Regions from separate parts of the Zea mays genome. Here regions 1 and 3 are each linked to region 2. A link is a contact called in public Hi-C data. All regions are on one chromosome and are shown on one strand. Each heading gives the region's core, a stretch centred on a gene start, on an enhancer-like site or on the middle of the called end of the contact. The rest is flanking DNA. Distances are from core to core; before and after follow the strand shown.

The links. Hi-C and Micro-C count contacts between places; a contact is called where the count stands out from the background.
Region 1: a contact with region 2 is called in a Hi-C map of leaf, with 4 times the contacts expected there. The contact joins the promoter of LOC100280226 here to the enhancer-like site in region 2. A contact is called at or near these places in 3 of 25 Hi-C or Micro-C datasets (bundle sheath, leaf and tassel).
Region 3: a contact with region 2 is called in a Hi-C map of leaf, with 6 times the contacts expected there. The contact joins the promoter of LOC103638155 here to the enhancer-like site in region 2. A contact is called at or near these places in 7 of 25 Hi-C or Micro-C datasets (bundle sheath, ear, endosperm and 2 more).

The regions. Positions count from the first base shown.
Region 1 is chr9:27,226,663-27,230,906 of Zm-B73-REFERENCE-NAM-5.0, forward strand. It overlaps LOC100280226, which reads left to right and starts at 1,841. Exons shown (of 10, transcript NM_001153156.1): 1 at 1,841-1,942; 2 at 3,988-4,244. The coding sequence starts at 4,071.
Region 2 is chr9:27,155,455-27,159,941 of Zm-B73-REFERENCE-NAM-5.0, forward strand. It overlaps the pseudogene LOC118473434. Among protein-coding and RNA genes, the nearest start is that of LOC100280226, 71 kb to the right of the region's middle. Within about 2 kb of position 1,862, at least 8 of the 20 cell types and tissues checked have an H3K27ac peak or open chromatin away from gene starts, as enhancers often do. A contact at or near this core is called in ear and leaf, where this site is marked.
Region 3 is chr9:27,068,733-27,073,425 of Zm-B73-REFERENCE-NAM-5.0, forward strand. It overlaps LOC103638155 (probable receptor-like protein kinase At2g21480), which reads left to right and starts at 3,411. Exons shown (of 1, transcript NM_001407493.1): 1 at 3,411-4,693. The coding sequence starts at 3,627. It overlaps LOC100278437, which reads left to right and starts at 1,803. Exons shown (of 3, transcript NM_001152034.3): 1 at 1,803-2,023; 2 at 2,150-2,644; 3 at 2,777-3,062. The coding sequence starts at 1,889. The coding sequence ends at 2,875.

The DNA of each region.
Region 1 (4,244 bases), core at 591-3,090, 71 kb after region 2:
ATGGGTATTGTGCGCCGCTCGGCACGGGCGCACTGTTTGCCAACAGACTGGTCAGGCGCGTCGTCTGCTGGGTGACCTTGACGTCGTTTGCCGGTGAATTGGACAGGACGCATTAAATGCTGAGAGGGCGCGTCGTCCGTCAGCGTGGTGGCAGGTGACGCGTCCTCTCCGCAATAAATGCAAAGACTGCACAGCCGTATGGGCCTTACGTCAGACTCGGCCCGTTGGCTTATGTCACGGGCCACAAGCCACGCGACCGCGGCGGGTTTCCGCCTGAGCGGGGAGCGTAGGGCAAGGCCTGGACACGTGTCGGCACCGAACCCTTGCTTGTGTCGGGATCCTCTCCGTCTCGGGACCCTGCTAAGGCCCGGACCTCACTCGGGGGGACCCGACATGTCTCCTCGGGAGCTCCAGGCTCGTACTCACAGGGGTCCGGTGTCCCTCTGCGGAGGTCCGGACCCAACGGTGCTTCCTGGGATGTATTATCCTTCCTCGCCACGTGGTGCCCTTAGGCCTGCCCATGTGGTGGGGTCGGGTGCCGCTCTCCGTGTGATCTGGAGATGTCGAACGGGTGCAGCGCCTTCATACTGTAGAAGAGGGTACCCTTGATTCAGGGTACCGACAGCTACTGTTCGAGGCATTTGGTTCATTAGCTCATATGTTTCTTGTAGCTAGATCTAAATTAACCACTCTCGTGCATGATGCAAGACAATACTGGACACCGCTCAACTCATGCATGGCTCATGCATGCTGCATCATGAATCCTTTCATGGCCTCTGTTTGATAATTGTTGATGCATGTTTTCTTCTCTATCAGATTATTGTGCAGTAGTCAGACATCTTTATGGTTCAATCTGTCCATGAATTGTGTTTAATGCGTGTGTCTACGAGAAAATAAAAGGGCATAAGTTCAGTGGAATATGTTGTGGGTATTTGAAACCCGCAGTCATACCTTGTGTTTATATAGAGTCAATATCTTGAGTTATAGGTCATCAAGGCTGTTACACTATATATAGACCGTGAGAAGCCACCAAGTCCAATACGACAGGAAGTCGTGCACATATAGTAACACTCTGTTAGCTGAAGGAGGACGAGCTACAGAGAGCTCTATAAAAATAGGGATTGAGTTCTTTTTTACTCATATCTTTCTCAGTCTTTTGTCTAAAATAAAGTGTAATATTTATTATTAGCAATTTAATATATGATCTATAGACAACATGCTCACTTTGATATTAAATTTATTTATTATCGATATTTTTTGGAGATGATCCATATGACTGATTTACTTCGCTTTACCATTGATTGTATTACGGGTACGATCTCGTCCTTCTCAATTAATATTATGAAATATAATTATATACCATCACAACGTACATGTATTATAATAATAATATCCCTTACGAGACATTTGCCTAAATGCCTAATGTCTATGCATGGGCTGATGGACTCATAGCCTTATGGTCGATATCATGAGGAAGCAGCACCCACCGACCCAGCGCATCTGGCACGGCCCCACCGCGCCCTCTCCCCCGCGTGGGCCCATCCAAAGCTAACGTGTACACCCGCTGGGTGCACGTAGCCACGGACCGACCGCTCCCTCTGCCGGTCCCCACCGCCACCCAATCACCGGCCAACGCGTGTAAATATCCGCCTCCCCCGCGCGCTGCTGCCCCGATCCGACGGCCGGGATCGTCGCCGTGGGGCCGCAGCGACCGGTGACGAGCGGTCAAAGGCGGGCCGCCCCACCGGCTGCGGCCGGTCACCCTCGCCTCGGGCGCCGCGAAGCTATTTAGCGCGGTGGCCGGAGCGCCGGCAACGGCTGCCACACCAACACACACAGACTGACAGGCGCAAGAAGAGGAGAGGAGAAGAACAGAGGGGAGTGGAAATAATCTAGCAGCGGAAGGGGAAGCAGCACGAAGGGAAGCGGCAGCGGAAGCGGGGTGAGATCTTTTTTGCGCCCCTCTTCGCTTTGATTTTCCGCACGCGGTTGATTGCCGGACTGGTTGCGAGGGGGGAGTTCGTGCGCTCGCCGGCGGGAGAGGATTCGTGGTGGGATACCCACCGGATACCGCCGTCTGGGGCGGATGGGCGCCGGTTCCCGCAATGCACCGCGCCCGAATTATGGGTTTCGAGGCCGGAATTCTGGTCCTTGTGCTGTCGCGGTTTGGTCGCGCTTAGCCGTTTCGATTTGGCTTGCATCGAGTTTTTGCTAAGTGTTCAATTCAATCCGTCTGAGGGGAGCGAAGTTTTGTTCTGAGGGTTTGTGCCTGTCAAATCTAGAACTCTTCTACCTTTCCCAAGCTCTACCGAGAAAGTCCAAAAAAAAGTTTTCCTTTTTTTCTCTTTCTCGCTCCTTCTCGTAGCGGTTAACTTGGCCGGGAAGGCGGTAGCAATCTACATCTTTGCTTCCTCCAGCAGCGCCATTACCGTTTGCTTTGTGCCGTTTCTTACGGACTAGTTTACATAATGTTCAAACATACATGTAGGGCTAGTTTGGGAGCCAGAAAACCAGAGTAGAGTGGATTGGAGAGACCAAAATCTCCTTAATCAAAATTGAATAAGAGGCGATTTTAGTCCTTCCGATTTTTTTGGCTCCCAAACTAGCCATGTATGTTTATCTTGTTCCCTTGGGTTGGGTTGGGTCGCCGAAGATATGTATGGCTGGTGGAAAGCCAACCCAGCAAAAGGTACTTCATGGTTTTTTAGTGAGTTTTTAAATGCGCTAGAGCTAATAATTAGCTGAAGAGATCTAAATAGTCTAGCTAGTAGTTTTTAGCTATTAGCTACTTTTAGCAAATTAGCCAATATTTGGCTAGCTAATTTCATTAACAACTTTTTAGCCAAATAACTATTAGCTCTAGTGCATTCAAAACTCCCCCTAGTTGTTGGAGTGATTGTCTTTCCCCTACTCTTATTGTTTCAATTGTTCTCTTTGTGATTACGTTCTTTACTTCTGGGGTTACTTGTCTCCGTGTGCACTCCGTTATATCCTTTCCCGCCTGGATTGAGGTCTGTGATGGAGACTGGAGAGGGTTCGTGTGAATTTTATTTTAAATTCCACGGCAATCCACCCCAACGCACATGGAGATACATGTTCATCCAAACAAGTCCATAGAGATTGTCTGTGTTTTCCTCCAAAGATAAGATTTGAGATAGAATTACTTCACTGTCTGCCTGTGATTGATGTATGGGCAGAGAAGCGAAGAAACACGCAGTTCTGTATATTCTTTGGGCTGTTGTAGCGGTGCCCACCCTGCTGCTTAGGGCATGCACAACCCTGAGCCGGATCGATTTTCAAAGTAGAAACAGTTAAAAGACTGCATGATACAAACATGAGCCCCTATATCATAAATGTAGGTAATAGAATATATATAGTGAGTCATGTAGAGATGAACTCTTCGCGAAGAGCCAATATTTTTTCAGTCAACCCTCAAAGACCCCTCAAGGGATTCTATATTAAATGGAGTTGTAAATGCCCTTAATTTGGGGAGAATTGATGCCTAGCCAGCCAAGACTGTGGCGGTTTGAGCTTAGTTCATGGCCTGTGCAGTCACACGAGTATGCAGACATTAGGTCTAGTAAGTTTTATGGCACACTGATTGTACATTGGAAATTTGTAGTCTTGGCCTCTCGGGGAAGGCTAAGGATCACACATCTTTGTGGGACAATTTTGCTACTTAGTAGTATTTGAATAGAGGCACGTTCCATCTGGTGGTTCTTACATAGTAGCTTCTTATACTCTAATGGACAACTAAATACCTGGATTTTAGTTGCTTCAAGTTTCCCCGGGCTACTTTATTTACCACTTGCAGCTCAATCCTGTTTTGTTCTTTTAATCCTCTGTTACTTGCCTCGTTTACCAGTTAGGAAACCTGATCTGGTTAGGCCCACCTTTTGCTGATATGAATTCAATATGCTACTTGATTCGCTGACAGTGAATTTGATCGCCTGAATATGCACACATTTTTTTACTCTTGTTTTCCAGGTTCTGGCTAAAGTACGTTAAGGTCTTTTTTATCAGCAATTCCAGTAATGTGCCTTGCCTCTTTTACGTGACTATACAAGACAATGAATGGAACTCATCCCTGGGCCTCCATGTCCGGAGGTCCATGTTCTAACCTTGGATATGCCAGGGACATGAATGGTAATGTTCCAATAAGCACTACAAATTCTTCTGGGCCAAGCATTGGAGTTAGCTCATTGGTGACTGACGCCAACTCGTCACTTTCCGGTGGTGCCCAG
Region 2 (4,487 bases), core at 612-3,111:
CGGGCTTCTGCTTCGGCAATCTCCTTTTGTTGCTGAATGGTAACCTGACACGTTCTTGTCGTGTGGCCCTTGTCTTCACCACAGAATAAGCAATAGATTTTTCTGGGCTGATCCCCATATCTTCCTCTGAAGCCCCTGCCGCCTCTGCCCCTTGGAGCTGGTGGCCTGAAGGAGCTTTGTTGCTGTCCCGAAGACTGTGAGCTGTGATGTGGCCTCTAAAACTGGCCTCCTTTGTCATCGTTCTGACTGGAGTTGTGGATTGATCTAACATGCCTAGGGTGGATTCTTCCTCCGAAGCCCCTAGTCATCTCAGAAAATCTATAAGCTTCCTCCCTTCTTTGGTAGAAGTCATTGTCAGCCCAGATGTACTCATCCATTTTCTGAAGCAGCATCTCCAGAGTCTGGGGGGGTTCTTGGCGAAGTATTGAGCCATAGGTCCTGGCCGAAGACCTTTGATCATGGCCTCAATGACGATTTCATTGGGCACTATGGGCGCTTGTGCTCTCAGACGCAAGAACCTTCGGACATAAGCCTGAAGTTACTCCTCATGGTCTTGTATGCACTGGAACAAGGCCTGAGCTATGACTGGCTTCGTCTGAAACCCTTGAAAACTGGTAACCAGCATGTCTTTAAGTTTTTGCCATGACGTGATAGTCCCTAGCCGGAGAGAAGAGTACCATGTCTGGGCCACACTTCGGACTGCCATGACGAAGGACTTCGCCATGACTGCGGTATTGCCCCCATATGAAGATATGGTTGCTTCGTAGCTCATCAGAAACTGCTTTGGATCTGAGTGCCAATCATACATGGGGAGCTAAGGTGGCTTGTATGATGAAAGCCATGGGGTAGCCTGCAGTTCTGCAGACAGAGGAGAAGCATCATCAAAAGCAAAATTCCCATGATGGAAAATGTCATACCAATCATCGTCATTGTAGGAATTATTCTGACGAAGCTCTCTTTGTGGAGGTCTTCGGTCCTAGTCATCTTGAGTGAGATGACGTATTTCTTCAGCAGCCTCATCGATCTTCTTCTGCAGATCGGAGAGACGAAGCATTTTCTCTCTCTTCCTTTCGACTTGTTGATGGATAGCTTCGAGGTCCCTTATTTCCTGGTCCAGCTCCTCTTCGTGAGGCGTTGGACTTGTAGCCTTTCTCTTTTGAGTTCGAGCTTCGCGCAGTGTTTCCTGGTTGACATCCAGTGGCTGCTGTAACACCCCTGGTGTTTATATTCTGCTCGACAACGAGTATGGAATTAAGCACGTAATCAGTGGATAAAACGGATGTTAAATTTTAAACATCTTCGTTTATCGCGATTTCAATATCGCATTTGTTCCATCTGTCGCGAGTGCGAGTCGTTTTTATTTTCATCTATCCGGGCTCTTCCTAAATTTTCGTGCTGTTCGTAACATATTTGTTCTGAAAATTGGTGCGTCCGATGATTTTTTTTAAAATTCATCGCTCGCGTGAGTACGACTTCGGAAGCCCGAACCACTTGGACGATTTTATCCCGGACCAATTAAATAGAACTCGTCGACTAAGATTCTCGGTACGAATAATTATGTCCCCACTCGTCAATCGATAAAAATCGAGTCTCGTAACTATGGAATTAGATTCTCTATTTCGTAACTAGGAAAAGTGAAATGCGTGGTCGAAATGTGTTTTGGGACCTCTTATTTAATCTTTTTGAACTTTAATCCTAAGAAACGAGATATTTTTGGTTTTTTTTAAAAAAATATTCTTATCCTTGCGCCGCTTCCTTCAGTCTAGGATTTTTCCTGCCTTCGTTCTCATCCGCGCGGGTGGGAAGGGAACAACATTTGTCGTTGGGAGAAAATCCCACCGCCCCTCTCTCTGATCCTTATCTCTCTGCGCACGCAGGCTACTTATCCCCAATCATTTTCTCCTTCCCTGCAGCGGCGTGGTCCTCTGCTCCTCCCCAGCGTCCCTCGCCGAGCACCCTCTGCCCCGGCTCCTCCTTCCTGGCCGCGCGTCTTGTGCCTGCTCGTGCCCAGCCTGTGCTTCCTCTCTACCGCCGCTCGCAAGGCTCCCTCCCTCACCTTGCCGGTCGTGAGTCCCTGGTGCCGTGCGCGCGCGTCCCTGGGCCCAGTTTGGTGCTCACCCCGCCATGGAGCTAGTGCTGACCGCGCCCTCTCCAGCCATGGCGCGCTCGACCGGAGCTCTGCTCCCCCAGCTCCTCTGCGCGCGCCGTCTTCCAGCCGCCCTCGCCCCACCTCTCTCCTCTGCCGTCGTCTAGCTCGGATCCGCCCCCAGCCGCGAATACCCATGGCGCCCAAGCCCAGCTTCTTTCTCCCTCAGCTCCCATGGTGCTCTCTCTCTCCTGCTCGCTCTCTGGTGTCGCGCGTCTTCTCTGCTCGTCGGTGCTCGCCACGGGAGACGGCGCTCGGTCGCCCAACCTTCCTGCTCCTCCCTGCTATCGTGTCCCTCAGCGCCGGTCGCTTCTTCTTGCTATTCCATGCCGCGGCAATCGCCCTGCTGCTCCAGTGCGCCCAGCCGAGCGATTCTCTGCTCTGTGCGCGCGGTATTTCTCCAGCATGCCGCGCCCAGTCCCTGCTCCTTGTTTTTCTCAGAGATGTGGAGTCTCATCGTCGCGCGGATCTCTCTCCTTCCTACCCTGCTCGGATTGTGCCGCGCTTGCTGTCGCGTTCGGCCTGCTTCGGATCCGAAGTTGGTCGCCTCGGTGTGAAATCGCCGTCGCGTCCAGGGTTTTGACATGTCTCCTTGCTCGCCGTCGAACTTGAGTTCCCTGCTCAGCCTTTAGCGCTGGCGCGTCGCAGTGATGTTACCGTCTCGCCGTGATTCCCGGATGGTCCGTGTTTCCGCATGTTCAAATCGTCAACCCCGTGTACCACCTGCTCGCTAAATAGGAAACCAACAGTCTTCTCCCTGCTCCTCTGCACGCAGCCGCGTTCCTCTACCGGTCATCAGTTGTCGCTGAACCACTGTCAGAGTAATTTTCAGCTTCCTTCGCGCGGCTCTCTGGAGATAAGCTCTTCATCGACTGTCGCTCCCAATCTTCAGTTCGCCGACTGACTGTCGTGTTCCTTATTTTCCCTCGTCGGTCGACCTCGTCGCGACTTAGTTCGTTCATCATGATGGTCGCTATCCTATAATGTACCTATTAGCTCGAATCCTGCCCAGCTCGTCGTTGCGTCGTTTGCCGTCAAGTCGTCAAACACGTCATCCTCTGCTCAAACCCCACCTCACCAGCTCGCTCCCGACTTCAGCTGAAAGTCATCGTCGTTCCGCGCGTCAGCAAGAAATCCCAAGAATCGGGTGAAGACGAAGCTAGCAGCGCGATATTCCCCAAGCGCTCGACAAATTGCCTGGATCAGAAAATCGCTACCGATCTCGCGGATTCGTGTCAGCTGTGGAAATGGTAAGCTGATAAATTATCCAGAATAGTTCGATCAATGAATAAATTAATGTGCTAGTGTGATGCTTATTAAGGTGCTCGATAAATTGCGTAAGTCACGAAACTCTCGTCGACTTCGCAGTTCTTGCGATTATCGAGCCAGGTTCAGTTATAGCGAGTTATTTCGCTATTCCGGTCAATTAGCTAAATTAATATACCGAGTAGAATATTAGTAGGCATGTGTGATAAAGAAATGTTTGATTAATTGTGGACATGTAAAATATGTGAGGAGTAAAATAAAATTAAAATAGTTCTTTGTGAATGATGTAGTGTCATTTATAAAATGAGGGATAAGTTTAGAATTTAATTAATTAATTGATAAGTTGTGATTAAGCTAATTGTATTTCATGTGTATAGTTTGTGGTTGGTGATGTTTGCGTTAGATTCGAGAAGCGTAATTATTGCGCTTAATTGTAGATTATTAGTGTCTCCTTATGAAATTGTTCAACGTCTCACCGCTAGGTGTTTAATTCGCTATCGCGAGCACTATCTAGGTTTGCGATATTTATGTTTATATGCATTCATGTGCATAATGCATCTCATTCAGGTACGTGAATTAACCACGCGATGCGGAGAACCAGAACTGAGTCGACCACAAGATGGTGCTGATGAACGGAACTGGAGATGGACAGACGAAGCAAGTATCTGGACAAAGGATGGTCGTCAAGTGATCGTCGTCTAACAAACACTAACGTAGTGTTTATTCCAGGCAAGCCCCGGTGCATGAAACCCCTTCCTTGTGTTTTTAAATAATTTCTGCACACTTTAAGTCTAGTGAAATTTGCATTAGGTTTATAGGAGTTGCTTGGAACCTTTTGATGCATTGCCTACCTTGATATCCATACCTTTATAGATACTTCTGGTGAAGTATCAAAATATGATTTACAAAAATGCTTAGCTCTGCTTAGATCTTGTGGGTAGAAGTTGTCTTTCGCAATAAGGCCTAGCTCAGGGGTTATCCTGAGGAAAGATAGCTTCTACATGCAAGAATATTTTCATTGGGAGCGTGGTGGAATCTTACTGCAAAGTTCCCTATAATGCTCTTTTCGTCCTAA
Region 3 (4,693 bases), core at 2,161-4,660, 85 kb before region 2:
CGGTGGCCTGCGTCAAGTGCCGGCCCTGCTCCGCAGAGCGTGCCCGTGCCGGGGCTTGCCGCGCCGCTCCCTACTCCCTCCCCCGTACGGCCGACGCGGCGGCCGAATCGAGGGCCATTAGGCCCTCCCGTTGGAGGAGGAAGACGAGGCCATTCCACTGGGGCGATGGCCAGTGAAAATGATGCGGCCTCTCGGGGCATCAACAGCGCGAGCAGGCTGTCCACGACGGGCAGCGATGGTCCCGACGACCACTGGCGCCGGTGGAGATGAAGAACGGCGAGTAACTGCCTCTGCAGTGGGTCGAGGCGGCGGTGGTGCCTCCAAATCGACGTCCATAGGAGCGGATGCAGACGATCCCACGTCAACCACCGGCACCGGTGGCGACGGGGTTGCAGTGGGGAGTCCACACTCCACCACCGGCAGCGGAACCACCGCTGTCCATCCATGGATAACGCAGAAGTGCACATTTTGCACTTGCACACGGCGTTCAGGGATCGCGTGCACCGGTGGAAGCGCAGTGGCTTGCCCAACGGTGAACGCTTCCAACATCGCATCATCAACAATGTGAAGAACCTCGCGCATACGGCGTATGCGCATGGAAACGGTATGCTCCATACCTTGCTGTTGATGTGCAGATCGATCTTGCTGTTCTTGTCAAGAACAGCGTGTTCTTCCTCTTTTCCCTTCTCTGATTTCTCCTTGAGACAGTGCTGATAACGTGTTGCGCTCTATTGCAGTGCTCAGTGGTAATCAGTAGAGAGACAAGAGCGAATGAGACAAAACGACTGGTGTGTCTTGTTTATTGCAGAGATCCTCTTTATATACATGTGTACAAAGGGCATCTGACCCGTAGATCAAATAACTGTAAAATGGACGGTTGGATGGGTCTTGATCATATGTACAATATTTTGTAACAGATGGTAAATCTTCCATTGGAAACGAAACCGGAAAGCAAAACCAAATTAAATGCTTTTTTTAATGGCAACGGGGGCAGAGATCGATAATCCCCAACCTGAGTTTTGTATTGCATGGCGGCCCGCATCATCCCCGAGAGAAGGGGTTACAACAATTGAGTAACGGGGACTAGAAGAGTGAGTGAAGCTGGCTATCTAAAATTAGAGAACAAAGGTAGTGAGATGTAGAGCTACTAAATTTTGAAGAGGCGCATTTACATATTTTATTGGACATGTTTTTATTTGGACAATAGCCAAATTTAATTTAACAATATGATCTGACTAGTCCCTTGTAGTTGCTCTAGGTTCAAACGTCTATATATATCTCTAATTTTTTGTAGATTCTAGAAGTTGTACGTTTTCGGTATATAAACAACTTTATGTTCCGGGGTTCTTTGTTGCAAATTGCAGTGTTCCTTGGGTGCCCAGCACTCGGTTTTCTCCTATAGAATCAGCAAAGTTAGAAGGGACACACGACCGGCCTGTTATGATAGGTCTATATGGGCCATATTCTTTAAGATGGGCCGTCTGTCTTAGCCACTAACGCGCATCTTATACCGATTCGCCGATTCCTGGGCTTCACCTACAAATCGATCCAGAGACGTAGCAGTGTAGCACACCCGGGAAGGAAATATTCCCACGTTCTTTGACTCGGCCGAGTCTAAGACCCGATCTCTCAGCTCCGACCATGCCGGGCTCCGCTACACCTCGTCGTCGCCACGACGCCATGCCACTGCATGCTCCTCCATCGCCGCCCTGCCCCGATCATCTTTGACCGACGACCCGGCCTGCGTGCTCCTCAGTCCTCACCACCGTGCCTTTATAACTGACGGTGGCACGCGCGTCGTCCTTGCAGCTGCAGTTGGCGGCGTCATCGTCACCGTCACATAAACCAACTCGATCGATCGCGTGCGACTGCGAGCCGTCCGTCCGTCATGGCGGACGTGCTGGTGGGCTCCGAGCGCCGTGTCCTCATCAGCGGCTACGGGTACGGCCTTCCCCCGCAGCCCCCGCCCCCGCCGCCGGCAGAGAGCCAGCTGCTCGGCCGCCTCGACCAGATCGACCTCCGGGTACGTGCGATCCCGACGTGTAGTTGTACTGTATACATACATCCATGAATGGTCCATGCACGCCGATGACGCGGGCACATTGATGCGAAGCGACTGATGACTCCATGCGCACGTATTTTGGTGCAGCTGCGGCAGCTGGAGGAGCAGCAGCAGCGCCGCCCGTCGCACGCCGACCCGGCCCCGGCCCCGGCCCGCCGCGCGCCGGCGCCGCAGCACCAGCACACCAAGTCCCTGCCGTCGGCGCTGCAACACGTGCAGGTGCGGAGCGACCTCATGGACCGCCTCAACCTGCTGGAGTCCCGCATCAGGCAGCTCAGCAGCGAGCTGGACCTGGACGTCGGCGGCAAGGCCGCCGGCCACGCCGCCCACCAGCTGGTGCTGGGGACCTCCTCGTCGGTGCCGCAGGTCGAGGACCCCGCCACGTGGTCCGACCTCGCGCCGGTGGCGGTGGTGGACCCGGCCCCTGCTGCGGCGTTCGGCGGCGGCGGCGGCGGCAACGAGAGCAAGAGCAAGCCCGCGGCGGCGGCGGCCGGCGGGAGCTGGAGCGCCGTGGAGATCCTGCAGCGGGGCGCGCGCCAGCTCCACCGCAGCACCAGCAGCAAGCCTAACGCGCCCACCAAGGTGAGCTCCGCAGTCCGCTCCCCGACGACGACAAAGACACTCTGACCGATTTCTGCGCACTGGTAAACGAATACAGAGGCGACAAAACGTTGAAAAATCTGACCTTGTTTCGTTTGGTTTGGAAAAAAAAAGGTGAAGAAACTGCAAGAAACAAAATGCGCGTGCCAGAAGGAGAAGAGGAAGGCGGAGCGCAGCAAGACGAGCAGGCGGTGGTTCATGGTTGGATGCTGAAGAAGTGGAAGTTGGCAGTAACACGCATGGCGATGAACTAACTGATCTTGGTCGATCGTGTACAAGCCATATATATATATATATTTTTTGTATTGTTTTTGTACTCTGCTTTGATCTACTTCCGTCCACCATTAGTTGTAAAGTATTGTCATGGTCCATGAATGCAGCATTTTTCTCGTCTATCAAATGAAGAAGAACTTCCTAATGACTTGTTTCCGTGGAGCATTCAGGTTCTCCAGCGGCGCTCAGTGGGACTCTGGGAGGATCTGCTGCCCTTGCTCTTGCAGTCTTGCAGCAGCGTCTTCCACTTCTCACCCACGTGACCACGTCTGGTGCTAACACATTTGGGTTGGGTCCCCCCAAGGAAAGGGAAGCAAAGCAAAGCAAAGCGACGCCGACGCGTCTCCAAGAATAGGCAGCATGCACCTGGCGGGTTGTGGAGCGCACGCCTCGGCGCTGGGCTCTGGCCACCATCCCAAACATAGCGGGCGGCTGCTTAAACTTGGCAAGCCGGTAGCCACCACATAACCCGCCATTTCACCGCTTCCCTCCTCCCTCTCCTCCGATTGGGCCCACCAACCAGGGAGAGGGTGAGAGGGCCCCGCCACCGTCAACAAAACAACCCACCCAACCCCAGTCACAACGAGGCCTGCCGCCCTCCGGTGCGGGCCGGTGGTCGGTGGTGACGAGCAGACACGCTAGACTAGCTCGCTAGCTAGCTACCTAGGTAGAAGCAAGCGCTGGACCAGCCATGACGCGCCGCGGGACGCTCCCGCTGGCGCTGCTGCTACTACTGCTGGCGGCGGCGGCGGCAACCGTGTCCGGGCAAGGCCGGCCCGTGACCGACAGCGGCGCGCAGACGCCGCCCACGCCGTCCAGCTTCACGCCTAAAGACAGCTTCCTGATCGACTGCGGCGGGACGGCGCCCCTCACCGCCGACGGCAAGTCGTACAAGACGGACGCGCAGGCCAACCACCTGCTCTCCGCCACCGACGCCATCCGCGTCGCCGCCGACGACAAGGCCGACGTGCCCTCGCCGCTGTACGCCACCGCGCGGGTGTTTAAGGAGGAGGCCGTCTACAGCTTCCCGCTCACCGTCCCGGGCTGGCACTTCATCCGCCTCTACTTCTTCCCGCTCAAGGGCGGCGACGTGGACCTCGCGTCGGTGACCTTTAGCGTCGTCACCGACGACAACGTCCTGCTCCACAGCTTCACCCCGGGGGACAAGCCCGTCATGAACGAGTACCTGGTGAACGCCACCGAGAACCACCTGGCGCTCAAGTTCCAGCCGCTCAGTGGCTCCGCCGCCTTCGTCAACGCCATCGAGGTGGTGAACGCGCCCGACGAGCTCGTCACCGACTCGGCGCTGGCCGTCGCGCCGCTGGGCGAGATCACCGGCCTGGTGCACGACGCGTACCAGGTCCTGTACCGGATCAACGTCGGCGGTCCCGCCATCGGCCCGGCCAAGGACACGCTGGGCCGGCGGTGGGAGACCGACGCCGCGTACGTGCAGTCCAAGGAGGCGGTGAAGGACGTGTCGGTGCCCACCAGCACCATCAGGTTCCCCGAAGGGACGTCCCGGCTGGTGGCGCCGGCGCTGGTGTACGCCAGCGCTGCCAGGATGGCGGACGCCGACGTGGGGAGCCCCAACTTCAACCTGACGTGGAAGGTGGACGTGGACCCGTCCTTCAGCTACCTGGTCCGCCTCTTCTTCGCCGACATCGTGAGCAAGGCCACCAACGACCTCTACTTCGACGTGTACATCGGCGGGCGCAAGGCCGTGTCCGGGCTGGACCTGTCGACGGTGGCCGGCGGCGA